Regions from separate parts of the Mus musculus genome. Here all the other regions are linked to region 1. A link is a contact called in public Hi-C and promoter capture Hi-C data. All regions are on one chromosome and are shown on one strand. Each heading gives the region's core, a stretch centred on a gene start, on an enhancer-like site or on the middle of the called end of the contact. The rest is flanking DNA. Distances are from core to core; before and after follow the strand shown. Region 1 holds the start of Tmem70 (transmembrane protein 70). Region 2 holds the start of Slco5a1 (solute carrier organic anion transporter family, member 5A1). Region 3 holds the start of Ncoa2 (nuclear receptor coactivator 2). Region 4 holds the start of Tram1 (translocating chain-associating membrane protein 1).

Region 1 (3,373 bases), core at 286-2,785:
CAGGCATTATGACCTGAATGTCTGACCTGACCTAGAACACAGAGATTCCAGTTAGAGGTAGTCTCGTGTATTTTTAGATGCATGTCCTATTACACATTTGCACCATGAGTTCCCAAATTTATGCCGTTACAGTGCTCCCTCTACTCCTGTCTAAGTCCTGTGCAATAGGCACTAAGTATCATCTGCCTTTGGGAGAAAGGTATAGTGTTGATTCAAAAAACTCTCACCTCAATGGAGAGAAAAGAGAACTTATTCTAGAACCAAATGAGTGATCATGGCTTGGAAACACAGATTTATGTCACCCCCTGTCCCCATGTTCCATGTTTCAACATGGAAGTAGTTTCATGAAGCTTTTTTATAGTAACAGAACAAAGAAAATCATCAGTCAAGACAGGTTTCTACATTAGTGGGATGGTTAGGTACGTTTTTTAAAAGTGGGGAAACCTGTTTTAGGCTTCAGGTGCTATTTGACAGTACTCGGAAAACTAATACCCTGTGCATTCCAAATGAAAGCTTGAACTCGGTGTGTTCCAGCTGAAGGTCGTGAAGATGTTAGGTACACAGGAGGACAATACATTAAGGCTACTAAGAGATCTGCAAATGGCCCATGATAAATTGGCTCTGGATTTGCAACACTGTAGATTCTTCTATGTCAGTCCGTGCTAGGCAAGATACACTCCCCACCTTGGACATGATGGGGGCTTTGTTTGTTTGTTCCTTTGGTTTTTGTTTTTGTTTTTTTGTTTTTTTTCGAGACAGGGTTTCTCTGTATAGCCCTGGCTGTCCTGGAACTCACTCTGTAGACCAGGCTGGCCTCGAACTCAGAAATCCGCCTGCCTCTGCCTCCCGAGTGCTGGGATTAAAGGCGTACGCCACCACACCCAGCTCGGATACGACGTTTTTAATGGGGAAAAAAAAAAATCTGTCAACAAAATCGAAAATTATGTGAAAAAATTCCATTTTCTCCTATCTCAGTGGTGGAATTAAGTTAAATCATTAAATCTTTTTTTTTTTTTTTTTCCCCCGAGACAGGGTTTTTCTGTGTAGCCCTGGCTGTCCTGGAACTCACTCTGTAGACCAGGCTGGCCTCGAACTCAGAAATGCGCCTGTCTCTGTCTCCCAAGTGCTGGGACTAAATCATTCATTCATTTTGTTAATATCATATCATAGCATACAAAGTATTTAAACATTATAACATTAAGTACCTTAAACTACATTCCTTTTGGGCTGATATGCTACAATTACTTCTGCGAAGCTAAATCATTTTCCCAAACCAGTTTTAGGACCTATAAAGTGACTTTCATGAGAACGAAGTATTTAACTAGGCTTCTGGTCACTGTCTTTTTCACATGCCTACACACTCTGTCCTTGCACACGGTCAAAAGCCGACCAAATACTAGGAATTCGGTTGAAGCCCATCATCTTAAGCAGGGAGTTGGGGTTTTGGGTCATTTGCTGCCTGGAACCCACCAGGTGGAGAAGGTTGCAGGCCGGCCGCATTTTCTGCGCACGCGCGCGCACCAATCCGGCCGCGTGTTCCGTTTAAGGGGCGGAGCCTCATCGCTCTTGTGGGGGCCACTGTCGAGCGGAGTCGCTTTTGGGTGTCCTTGGCCGCAGCTGGAAACTGACGGCCACCTTCTCCAACTCGCAGCATGCTGTTGGGGTTGGGCGGCCGGTGGGCAGCGGGCCTATGGCCGGGCCGGACGAGGACGACGTGGTGTGTGGCCGCCGCGCTCCGAGGTTCCGGGATCGCTTTCTGGCGTGCGGCCTCGCTAGCCGAGCCAGAGCGGCTCCGGAGCGGCGGGCATCTAGCGCTAGCCGAGTCTTGCGGGCCACCCGGGCGAGCGCAGGTCGGCTGTTCGTAGGCTGTGGTGGTGGGGAGCGGGCGCAGCATGGGGTCTGGGAACTCCAGTGCTGAGGGGACACTCCCGGTGCGGGCCTGGGAGGAGCAGGCCTCGACCTCGGGGTCCGCAGCTGCTGTCAATCCAGGGATTGATTCTCCTTTCGAAGGCTATTAAAGCACCACAAATGGTTCTTTTTGTTGTTTTTCAGAGACAGGATGTCCCAGTTTTGTAGACTCACCTGTCCTGAATTCGCTATATAGACCCGGTTGTCCTCGAAATCAGAGACTCGCCTACCTATTGACTTCCCATTCTAGGATTAAAGATTTGCTCTGCTGCGCAGGGACTTATTTCTTACTCTAGAGCTAAAGGTCAGAAGGGCGCTAAGTGCTAAGAAATTGATGCAGCACGTGGAGCTAGCCTCCTAAGTTGTGTTACTTGTCCGTTTTTAGGAATTTCTTTGATTACGGAGTGAAAGGTGGGGTGTGGATGTTATTGAACAAAGTACGTAGTATGTTAAACTATACTATAAAATGTAAGAATTTTGTGGGTTTTCGAGACAGGGTTTCTCATGTGTAGTCTTGGCTAACCTGGGACTTGCTCTGTAGACCAAGCTGGCCTTGAACTCAGATATCCCCTGCCACTGCCTCCAGAGTGCTGGGATTAAAGGTGTAGCTCGGCAAGAATTTTATGTATATTAAGCTACATTGTAATATATAAGAATTTTAAAAACTTTTAAGAAATGCTGAAAGTGGTAATTGAATTATTTGTTGTTAGTTGCTTGTGGGTGGGTTTCCCTGTGTAGCCCTGGCTGATCTGTTGACCAGGCTGGTGCTGGCTTCAAACTCACAGATAAAAGGTGTGTGCTATAGCCAAGGGTCTCGAGATATTGGACTCTTAACTGAATTTCAACACAAATTAGGCATACTTTTTACATTTTTAAATGTGAGCAATGTGAAATTCATTTTTAGATGCTCATTTATACATACTTGGGAAACTCCTGTTTCATATAGCTTTCAAGCAGTTTTTCAAGCAAGCTTTCTTGCTAAGAGATAGAAGGCCCAGGGTATGGTAGTGGCACAGACTTAAAGTCCCAGTGTTAGCTCTGGAGGCTCAGACAGAGGATCAGCATGAGCTTCATGGTCAGTTGGAGGCCAACATGGACCACATTGATGACTGGACTTGATCTTCAAAACAAAATGGGGTACAAGGTATATGCAAGGCTTTCAGGGAGACAGCCTTAAAAATGCTAGTTATTCATGTAACTAGTTCCTAAGTACTAACCACAGGGGTGGTAGGAGAAGCCTAGTCTGTGGAGGCTTTTGTCTTCAGGATGGGAGTTTGATCTCTGGACATGCCTGTGCATACGAACCCACCAAACAAAACAAAGCAAAACAAACCCCTCAATTTACAGTATTTTGCTAAGATTGTTTTTTGTTGTTTTTTGACTGGACTTGAACTCAGAGATTTACGTGCCTCTGCCTCCTGAATGTTGGGCTCAAAGACATGTACAGTCATGCCCTCTGTATTTT
Region 2 (3,373 bases), core at 348-2,847, 3.7 Mb before region 1:
TCACTGTGAGCCAACTACATGCCTGAGAATTCCAAGTCTTACCTAGGTACAAGGATGCATTGTCTTTCTTGACGTTGTCATCTAAATAGGTTGGTCCCAGGGTGTAAATCGGTGTAGAGCCCATTCCAATGAGAACCTGTGCACAAACGAATAAAGCCACGTAGATCCAGTGACTATTTCCTCCCGAGTCCTTGGGACAGGGAGGAGGCTCCAAGATGGCTGTGGAGTTGCCATTCTGACAAAGGCCATCGTTGGAGGCCGAAGCGTTCAACTCTTGGATTTGATAGGGGGGTGAGATAAAGTGAGGTAAAGCGAAGAGCGCAGCCCCGATGGCAATAAGAAGTCCACCCACTGCCAGCCATAGGGGCCTTCGCCCACGGCCACCAAAGTAGCTGACGAACACCACCACCACCAGGTTTCCTATATCAAAGCAGCTGACCAGCAGCCCTGACTCAGAACTCTTCAAGCTATAGCGCCTTTCGATGGTGGTGATGACACTGCTCAGGTACCCAGAGACCATTAACGCCTGGATGAAAGTCAGAAAACACATGCACACTAAGAAGCAGCGAGAATCCGTAAGGACCACGTAGAGACACCTTCTCTCCTGGAGTGTGGCCAAAGTGGAAGATACTGACACAGTTTTGCTGGGGTCCATCCTGTGGTTACAGTCCATGAGTTCCGTTGTAGTGCCTGCCGAAGTGGATGGAGCAGAAGGGCTGGGGACTATCAAGTTCCGTCCTAGATGCGTCTCCTGGCGACCTGGAGCTTCATTGCAACCCAAGGCCAGTTTGCCATCTGCATTCCCAGCACTGAAATTCTGCCGGCAGGAGGCGCTGTGCAGGACCGGTAAACTCTTAGACCTGAAGGACTCTGACTCGCACTTCTCTTGGACAGCTCCAACCGAAGACGGTGCCTCTAGCTGCTGTTGGGCCCGAGACTGCGCATCCCCTTCGTCCATGGCTCTTAAAATGTGATCGCTGATTCCATATAAGGCCTCCGGCACTTTTCATCCACCTGAACGAGGGGCTGATGCCCGGCCCACTCAGTCGTCTCCTCCTGAGACCCGGGCTGGGGATGGCAGAGCCTGGAAGCAAAACATCTCAGCAGCAGGGAGGTGCCCAGAGCATCCTGACCCGAGGCACAACAAGAAGCCACCTTGTACCGGGGGAGGTAAAGGTCCACGCGGTCCTTCGAGGAGTCCTGCTTGGTGTCCACTCTCAGGGATAGCTCGCGGTAGGCGCTTTGCGCGTCCGGTGCTCATCCCCTCCGCCGCCGCCTCTCAGACGGTGGCCAGAAGCTAGAGCGACCTGGGCCCAGTGTGGGGTCTCTTAGCGCAACTGTCCGAACAACATCCCACTTTGTGGCTCCAGGGGTGTTCGGTGCCCACCGCAAGGCTTGTGACACACAGGGTCGTGAAGCTGCCGACCTGTAAAGCAGAGAATTGATGGTCAGAGGGACGGATGCACTTGGGGCTGGCAACCCGGGGTCCGGTGACTAGTGCTAAGTAACCTCGTGGACCCCAGAGGGACCGAGGTGCTAGCCAGGAGCTGAACCGTGCAGGAGGGACCTGCAGAGACTGCAGCCTCAAGTCCCGGAACAATGAGCAGCAGGCGGTCCGCCAAGACTCTCGCTCATTGTCTGCGGCGGGCCTGCCCCCGCCCCGCCCCTTTTGCCTTAAACAGTGCGTTTGCTTTTATATGTTAATAATTATCAGCCTGGCAGCTCTGACTCAGAAGGCAGTGTCTTTTATTCGAGTGAACTAATAGCAACCTTCTGGTACTCCTACTCCATGACTCAAAATAGAAGATTCCCAGAAGAACAAAGGAAAGTTTTTTTTTTCCTTTTACAAGCACACAATACATTCCTGGTCTCAAATTTTAAAATACATTTTTAAGCGGTAGAAAGAAAACTACGTGTAGAAATATGTGTGCACACTTGTACACTGGCACGTGTGCGCGACGAGATGTGAATGCGTCCGCTCCATCAAACACCTACTTAAAGTCAAAGACAGCGCGTGGGGGGAGGGGATCAACATGCTTGCGTGGTTATTCTCTACACTAAAAATAGCCCCTTGCCGGAAAGAACTATATTCAATTACAAGTAACGAGGGCATTCGAGGCTGTGGCCCACGTTAAGTCCCAGAGCGCAAGGTTGAGCGAAACCGAAAATCAATTTGCTTTGCAAATGGTTGAGTGAAGCCACACCAAACAAAGAGACGCTGGCAAGCTGGCACAGCGTGCGCGGGGAGCCCACCGAAACGGCTCAACACAGGCACGCCGGCCCGGAGGTGTGCTATTTGCCAAGCACACCCTGAGAGCGTGAGGTGTGCGAAGGCCTGAAGTATAACACACACACACACACACACACACACACACACACACACACACACACGAGTTCACTTTGTGCGAGCCAGCGCTTGGTTTGAATTCAGCGAGCGCTAATACAGGTGCGCCTCCGCTGTAAACCCCATCCCTAATCTTGGGGAACCCTATACTCCTCCTGCCCCGGCGGCGAAGTGCACCAGATGGGAGGCATTGGGGTTCTGCTGCGTTGGGTTTCGTTCTGAGCTTTTGTGATGCTGCTGCGAAAAGAAAAAAGATGAGAGAGGCGGCTACAACATCTCCCAGTATTGTTCAGGACCGGACTGCCAGTGGCTTGCAAGCCGGCACTTGGGCTCCGCCCGCTCACCCCTGCGCCTTCCCGGGGAACTCCACCCGTGGCTGCACGCCGAGCTGGGGAATCCCGGCGTCGGAGCCCCTGGCTGAGGGAGCAGCCGCATCGCGACGCAGACTCGCATGGGATGGACACGCGGATCCCCGCCCCGAGCTCTCGGAACCAACGCGGAATCCTAGGGACATCCCCTCCGCGCGCGCGCACGCACACACACACACACACACACACACACACACACACACACACAGCCGGTGGGAGGACAGAACCGCCAGGCACAGCTCGCCGCTCTGCTAGGCGCACAAGCTTTCGCAACTCACTAGCGAGGGTGACGACCAATCTGCCGGGCTGGGAGAGGATCAGCCGCTGTAGGACGGCAGCGGTGGGGGAAGATGGGCCAGCCGCCTGCGGAGACCGTCTCGGTCCCGCCGCCGAGAAATCAGGGAGTGAGACTGCGAGTCGAGCTGGCTAACTCTTCCCCCAACCTCTGGCCTGTCACCCAAGCCTCTTCTCCCCAGGCAGACACACACGCACAGAGACGCGCCAGGACCGGAGCAGCAGAGGGCGCAGGCGCGCGGGCAGCCACCCAGCCCAGCCCTCAGGCAACCAGCCACCCCGCTGCCCTTCATCTGTACAGTGGGAAGACGAACCGCACTGAAGCCCCAAGGGTGCGGGTGTCTTTAAGTCACCAAGGTGGACAGAA
Region 3 (3,373 bases), core at 410-2,909, 3.3 Mb before region 1:
GAGGGCTCGCGGCGTCTCCAAGGCTCCCCCGCCCCGCCTGCAACTCAGCCCTAACTGGACGGAAGAAACCCCGCCTCCTTCCTGCCTCTGGCTCCCACCATTGGCTTACCGGTACCCGGCAGGTCAGTTCCTGCCTTCCATTGGCTCACTGCCCCATCAGTCAGGCACAGCCAGATTCGGGTCGGTGGGAGGGGAAGGAGTCGGAGGAGGTGGAGTGGGAGTGGGATTAGAGGACGAGGTGGCGGAGGAGGGTGCTCGAGCTCAGGCTCGGGTTTGGGAAAGTTTCCCCTGCCAGTGACAGGCCCTCTAGGCTTGAGGCCCAACGTCACTCCCGGAGAGTAAGGGGCTCGGGTCCCCGATTCCCGCCCCTCAGTCCGCAGGCCCCGGAAGCCACTTGGGGGAGGGGAAAGGGAGGGACCATGGAAGCAGGGACCGAGCCACCCCCGAGCGCGGCCGCGGCGCCTCCAGGACTCCCCCAGGGGCGGGGTGCGGGCACTCCAGCCCGCGGCGCCGACCCTGGACGCCTCCCCGGGAGCCTCCAGGGGCCCGGAGAGGAGGGTCCCCGGCCCAGGGCGTGACCGGGGCGCGAGGGCCGCCAGGACCCCTCCCGCTTCCCGCGGGGGGCCCCCGAGGGCCTGTCCCTGCAGGGGCCGCAGAAGGGGTACGGAAGAGGGGGCGCTGGCGAGCCAACCCGGAACCTCCTGGCCCGCAGCCCGCCTCCCGCCCCCGGCCGCGGCCCCAGCGCGCCTCCGGCACACATGCCCGCACCCAGAAAGTTAAGTCAGGGGCGAGCCCGGCGCGGCGCCGCCACCGCCGCCGCCGCCCGACCCCGGCTCCCCGCCCCCACCGCGGCCCGGCCTGCGCGGCCCGAGCGCTACCGCCCCGAAGCCACCCAAGCCCGAGGCCCCCCAGACGCCCGAGCCCCCGCCGCCGCCCCTGCCGGCCGCGTCACCTTCACACACCCCCGGCACTTCCCAGGTCCTGCCTCCCCTCGGCCGGCTCCCACCCGTGCAGCAGTGGCCGCACGCCTCCCGGGAAGAAAGCACCGGCCGCGACTGCGCCCGCCGGCCCGGGCTTCCCCCGCCTGCCCGGGCTGCGCCGCGCAGCCTCGAGGGGGCCGGAGCAGGGGCCCGCGGCACAACCGCCGCTTCCCAGCCTGGTGCTCACCTCTCGGCCGGCGCCGCGGGCTGCAGCCTCCACCCGCCTCGCGCTCCAGGGCTCGTCTCCCGAGCTCTCTCGCCCGGCGCCCGAGCGCCTCCTTTCTCTCCCGGGGACTCGGCGTCTTCCCGCCCTCCCCCCTCCCCCCGGGAGCCGAGTCCCCGGCTCGGCCGCGCCTCGAGGATGGGCGTCGCGGGCTCCGCACGCCTGGGCAGCGGTGCCCGCACACAACAACAGCCTGCCCGGCCGGCCGGCGCGCGGCTCCGCCGGGCTGCGCGCACCAAGGGCAGCGGCCCGGGTGGGAATGCGGCGCCCCCCGCCCGCCGCCCGTGAGCCCCCAGGGGAGGCGCGCTTACCAATGTGGCCGTCACGCCGTCAGGTGCGGGCTGCCGTCGGCGCTGACCTCCGCCGCCGCCGCGGGAGCCCAGGCTGCGGCCGCCATGTTCCCGTGTTAATAACTGCTGCCTGGTTGTTTATTTCAATGGAGATCCTCCCCCAGCTCCCTCCTCCTCCTCCCCCTCCTCCTCCGCGGCTCTGCACTTGCGGAGAGAGACACAGACCGCGCGAGCTCGCGAGCAGGGGAGGGGGCTCGGGCACGGGGCTGGCCCGCCCTCCGCCTCCCCGCCGCCTCCGAGCGAACGCTGTCACCGCTCAGGGGACCGGGCGGAAACTTGCGTCCCGCGCCCCCGAGCGTGGGCCCGGGAACACCGGGGCTACCCCACCCGCGGGGTCCTCAGCATCTCCCTGGCTGGCGAGACTTCAGAGCTCGGGGAGTTGGACAAGATGGGTGGCTGTGGTCTAGGGACCGTGACCTATGGGTGACTGGAAGTGAAGGGAGAGTCAACAGAGGACTCCATGCGAGGGCAAAGGGCAATGCCCAAAAGAAAGCTAAAAAGGGGGACTGGCCCGGGCCTGGGGGTGGAGGCCAAGGGACTGCCGCGCCTCCGACGGCAGGGACGCTGCGGCGAGAAGGTCGCGGAAAACCTAGTCCCAGAGGTGCCTCCCGCGCGCGCTCAGGCAGGGCCCGGTAGCCGGCAGCCTGCACCCCTCGGGCGCACCTCTGCACCCAGACGCTGTTCCGGGGCGCACTCCTTGGCCACCATGTCCCCTCGGTTTTTTCGTGGATACGCCTCCCCAATTGCTGTCCCTGAGGTCTCTGGAGGGGATAGAGGGGCGTGACCGCGGGAGGCGAACTTACCGGGGTACCACCCCGGGATTGCCTGACAAAGCAAAGGCTGCTCAGTATTTAGAAAGACCGAGGGGAGTGTTCTCCGCACGCAGTGAGACAACAAAAGTTTTGTTTTGTTTTTTAATTGGGGAATCCATTATCAAATCCTCAATGGAGTATTGGGATTAAGGAGACGTGGAGGAGTTTTCACGTTTAAATGTTGTTTGGTTTTTAACTGGAAAAGCAACTTCTTTTCCATTTAGATATAATTAGTTGAAAGAAATGAGCAACATTTGTTTGCTTAACGGAAGTTATCAAAATATGACAGGAACACGTTTCCTTATTTTAACTCTTATGAAAGGTCACTTGCCATAGACAATAAGTGTTTATTGAACTGTAACGACTTGGCACTGCATTAAGTGATTCACACACACTCCAAATTTTAATCCTCAAACCTTACGAAGTAATTGCTATTTTTATACCTCATAAAACATTGAAACCTAAAGAAGTAATTTTTGTAGAGTTACACAGTAAGCAAGGTGGGCAAGATTTGAGCCCAGGTCCATTAATTGCAAAACATGCTTTTTGATCGTATTTTTTTTTTAGCTCCAGTTTATTATGACAAAGAAAAAGAAAAGTATATGCCTACTTGGCTATAGCTAGAAAATATTTAGAAAGCTGTAACAAATGTTAACATTGGTGAGTGGAATCGGAAGGAGGTCTGCAATAGGCTACTTCACGTTTTTCAGGGAAGTGTCTGCTGTTTGGAATGATTGGTTTTGACCACCTGTTAGTAAATTTTAAGGATTTTTTTTTTAATTAGCTAGAATAAATTATGTTCCCCGAAGACTCAAAAGCCTTCAGCAGCTTAGGGACAGAACAAGGAGATACAGAGTGTCCCTCTGATCTGTCCTCCTCCACTCTTAACCCATAATATTTTTGCAGGGAGGTTGGGTTCCTCGCAGGAATGTCCCCATTGCCACTTAGATTTCTTCTCCTGTCCTAAATTCTTAAGAGTTAAGAAAGACTCTTGTTGCTTTCTATTCC
Region 4 (3,373 bases), core at 325-2,824, 3.1 Mb before region 1:
AAGCATTTACTACAGGGCCACAATCAAACCCTAGATATGTAAATACCACCCACTCATATAATACTGTCAAACTTCTCTAAGCCGAATTACCTGATTCCTCAAACGGCAGCTGTGAGGCCTGTACAAGCGATGTAAGGGAGGATGAACAGCGTATCTGAGTTGGGTTATCTAGTAAGCGTTCTGACTAGTTCTATTTGCCCTTCACCCTGCAACCCTCCTTAGTTAAGTGGCTACAACCATCTGTGACACTATCAAGAACAAGAAGTACTTACATGTAGATTCAGAAAAGACTTTTGGAAGAGAAAAAACATCATATAACATAGAAAATTATCTAATGACACCAAATTGGCTCCATGGAAAACAAAAAACAAAATCGTAATCACTTTTCATCACTGGCTGTCTCATTTCATTAGTTCCTTGCTTTCAACTCAAACCTTTAAAGCTCGATTCTTCACAGCGGAAAAAGACTAGTAAAAATGGATGACAAAATATTTATCCTCACTAGGTTACATGCCAGGGAGAGAGGAGACAAAATGGTAATCATCAATATATCAATATATTTAATGAGACTCAGTGGCTTACAGATAAAAAAAAAAAAAATGGAAGGGGGAGGGGAGTGGGCGGAAGTACTGAGGAAGGTGGAAAAAAAAAAAAAACCCGTAGGATGTTACAGGTTCACCTTGCAAACTTTATTACCCACATTCAACAGCTGTTAAATAAGTCATCAAAATACTCAGATCTGTGGGAAGAGAATTTACACACTCCTGACAGTCTCATCGCCTCTGCTTCAAGAAAGGAAATCGCTCAACTCCTCAACACAGCTGTTGCGAGCCTCGCATCGGGATCAGACCCGATGCTCCGGGAACCCAGAGTCCAGAGCCCAGGCGGAAAGTTGGACGAGCGGCCGTCGGCGGGCAGGGGGCCACCGGGTTCGAACACCCGGTCCTCGCCCTCCGCGCAGGCAGCGGCCGAGGCCGTGGGTCGGGGTCGAGCAGGGGTCCCTGTTAGTCATCCGGCCCCGCTGCCCCGGCCCCGGGTCCGCCCATCGCGCAGGGCCAGCACGGCCGCGCCCGCCACCCCCGCCGGCCCCTCGCCGGCTGCCACGTAACCCTTCGCGGGAAGCAGGAACTGCGCGGCGCGGGAGGGGGCGGCGGGCCGGACCGGGCCAGGGCTGCAGGGCCGCGGGGGGCTGCGCAGCTCCGGCCGGGTACGCTAGGGTCGGCGGGCCTGGCCAGGGGTCCGGGGTCCGGGAAGGAGGGCTCACCTCGAACATAAGCCCCAGCAGGAAAAGCATCGCCAGGCAGGAGACGATGTCCGCGTGATTCTGCAGCAAGAATTCGTGGCTCAGCAGCGGCGGGTTCTTGTTGCTCTTCTTGCGAATCGCCATGGTGGAGCCGCCGCCTGTGCCTGCAGGTGCTTCCTCCGCCCCGCTCCGAGCTCTCGGCTGCTCACCGCCGCGCCGCCGCCTCCCGCTGGCTGCTCCGCACAGCCCCGCCGCAGCCGCTCGCTGGGGCTTCACTTCCCATCCCACAGCCAGTACGCAGCCGCCGGGGCGGCCCGAGAAAAAAAAAAAAAAAAAAAAAAAAAAAAAAAAAAAAAAAAAGGCCAGCCTGCAGCGGTGGCGAGCATGCGCACCAGGAAGAAACCGCGCGCTCGCGCCGTGGCCGCACCTGGTGGCCCACAGCGCCCCCTGTGGGCTGGAGGTCGCGGAACGCGAGTGGCGCGCGGAGGTTTCGCGCTGGGAGTTGGGAGTCGTTTGGGGCGCGAGCTTCCTGGGAATGGTTCATACCTTCGCGTGCTGCTGCAGCATGCACGGCTGCTGGGTGCCTTCGCGCCCTCCCGACCCACCCTGGCCTTGGTGCTACCACGTTCCACACTTGTTGGCCACTTGTGTAAGCGATAGCCACCGTCTAGAAAATTTGGAAAAACGAAGTAGCCTGCTTGTTCAAGGGCTTTTCGCGAGTTTGAGCCTTCCAACGTTGCTGTGGATGAGCTAGTGGTTGACTCCTGTAGTCCCATTGTTTGGGACGCTGAGGCAGGAGAAGTGCTCTGAGTTTAATACCATCCAGGGCTACATAGAAGCATCTTGTTTCTAAGTCAAAAATCAAAAACCAAAACCAAACCAAACCAAAAATCCCCTAAGTGTTAAACGCTTGCTTACCTCAGAGTTAAGCTCTTTTCTGTCCTGTCCAACTCCCCGGTCCCCACTGGAAGTTTAGATTTACTTGTTACATGGTATTAACACTACTTAGGAATCCCAAGAAATCGTGAAAAGGGATCCCTTGCCAAATCCTCCACTCTCCTACTTCTGTTTAACCCGGGGTATTTATTTTTTTCTGAAAAAGTGCACTACTTGCCCAGTCCAGAAGCTAAAATCCTAGGTTGCATCTTTTTATTAGCCTTTTGACATCTAATATAGCACCAAATCCAGGCAATTCAGTCTCTTTCCCTATTCCCACCGCTATAGTATAGCCAGGAGGGGGCCTGGCCTGGAATATTACATTTCCAGTGTAATCATGGTAGTTTAAAAAGGTGGTTACTGCCGGCAGTGGTCACACGGGCCTTTAATCCCAGTACTTGGGAGGCATAGGCAGGCGGATTTCTGAGTTCGAGGCCCGCCTGGTTTATAGAGTGAGTTCCAGGATAACCAGGACTACACAAAGAAACCCTGTTTTGAAAAATCAAAAAAAAAAAAGTGGTTATTGCGTCAATTTATTATTATGCTCAACTTATTGCCTGTGTTTCTACAGACAAGTTACTTCTATGAGGCTCAATTCCCTTACTTATGTATCCATTGGCTCAACAAGTAAGGATAGAGAGTTGACCTAGTAGAAACTTCACTGGGGATTCAGAACATAAGGGAAATGTCAAATTAACTGATCATTATGGGCTTACATTCTCATGCTGGAGAGAGAATCTTTTTAAAATATTTTAAAAGTGCAATGTGTTAAGTGGAGCTGAAGCACCAGGAGGAGAAGCTTAGGACAGCTGACGAGGAAGCAAAGCCAGTAGGTTTCATTTGTTGGGAGGGTGATGGCGTCCACCTCAATTATCCAAGGGGCTTCTTCAAGGCTCAAGAGAGCGGGGCACTAGACTTAGCTATTATTTTCCTTTCTGGTTAACATTGTGTTTTACTTAGTTCCAGGTCAGTTCCCACTTGCTCCCCATCTAGAATGTTCTTTGTGAAAGCACTGTTCTTTCCTGTTTTCTCCTTTTCTTTCATGGAAAACTATCCTTTCATGATCTGGTCCTGCTTGCCCAAAACAGGCTTGGTCTTGTCCTTCAGTCTCCCCCACTCCTGACTCTGATTTGCATTGCGGAAGACTAAGAAGCTATGGCATGCTTTCCCAAACTCCTTTCTGCCTTTGTGTCA

Evidence for each region. Promoter capture Hi-C pulls out the DNA fragments that hold promoters and counts their contacts. Hi-C and Micro-C count contacts between places; a contact is called where the count stands out from the background.
Region 2: a promoter capture Hi-C map of pre-B cells shows a contact between it and region 1. The contact joins the promoter of Slco5a1 here to the promoter of Tmem70 in region 1. A contact is called at or near these places in 1 of 39 promoter capture datasets (pre-B cells) and 1 of 484 Hi-C or Micro-C datasets (B cells).
Region 3: a contact with region 1 is called in a Hi-C map of B cells, with 5 read pairs. The contact joins the promoter of Ncoa2 here to the promoter of Tmem70 in region 1. A contact is called at or near these places in 2 of 484 Hi-C or Micro-C datasets (B cells and muscle stem cells).
Region 4: a promoter capture Hi-C map of liver shows a contact between it and region 1, with 2.6 times the contacts expected there. The contact joins the promoter of Tram1 here to the promoter of Tmem70 in region 1. A contact is called at or near these places in 3 of 39 promoter capture datasets (cranial neural crest, liver and pre-B cells) and 1 of 484 Hi-C or Micro-C datasets (B cells).

What each region holds. Positions count from the first base shown.
Region 1 is chr1:16,663,656-16,667,028 of GRCm38.p6, forward strand. Tmem70 (transmembrane protein 70) reads left to right here and starts at 1,536. Exons shown (of 3, transcript NM_027415.2): 1 at 1,536-1,850. The coding sequence starts at 1,653. It also overlaps the pseudogene Gm7654.
Region 2 is chr1:12,989,538-12,992,910 of GRCm38.p6, forward strand. It overlaps Slco5a1 (solute carrier organic anion transporter family, member 5A1), which reads right to left and starts at 1,598. Exons shown (of 9, transcript NM_172841.2): 1 at 43-1,598. The coding sequence starts at 958.
Region 3 is chr1:13,372,424-13,375,796 of GRCm38.p6, forward strand. It overlaps Ncoa2 (nuclear receptor coactivator 2), which reads right to left and starts at 1,660. Exons shown (of 23, transcript NM_008678.3): 1 at 1,515-1,660.
Region 4 is chr1:13,588,336-13,591,708 of GRCm38.p6, forward strand. Tram1 (translocating chain-associating membrane protein 1) reads right to left here and starts at 1,575. Exons shown (of 11, transcript NM_028173.5): 1 at 1,265-1,575. The coding sequence starts at 1,387.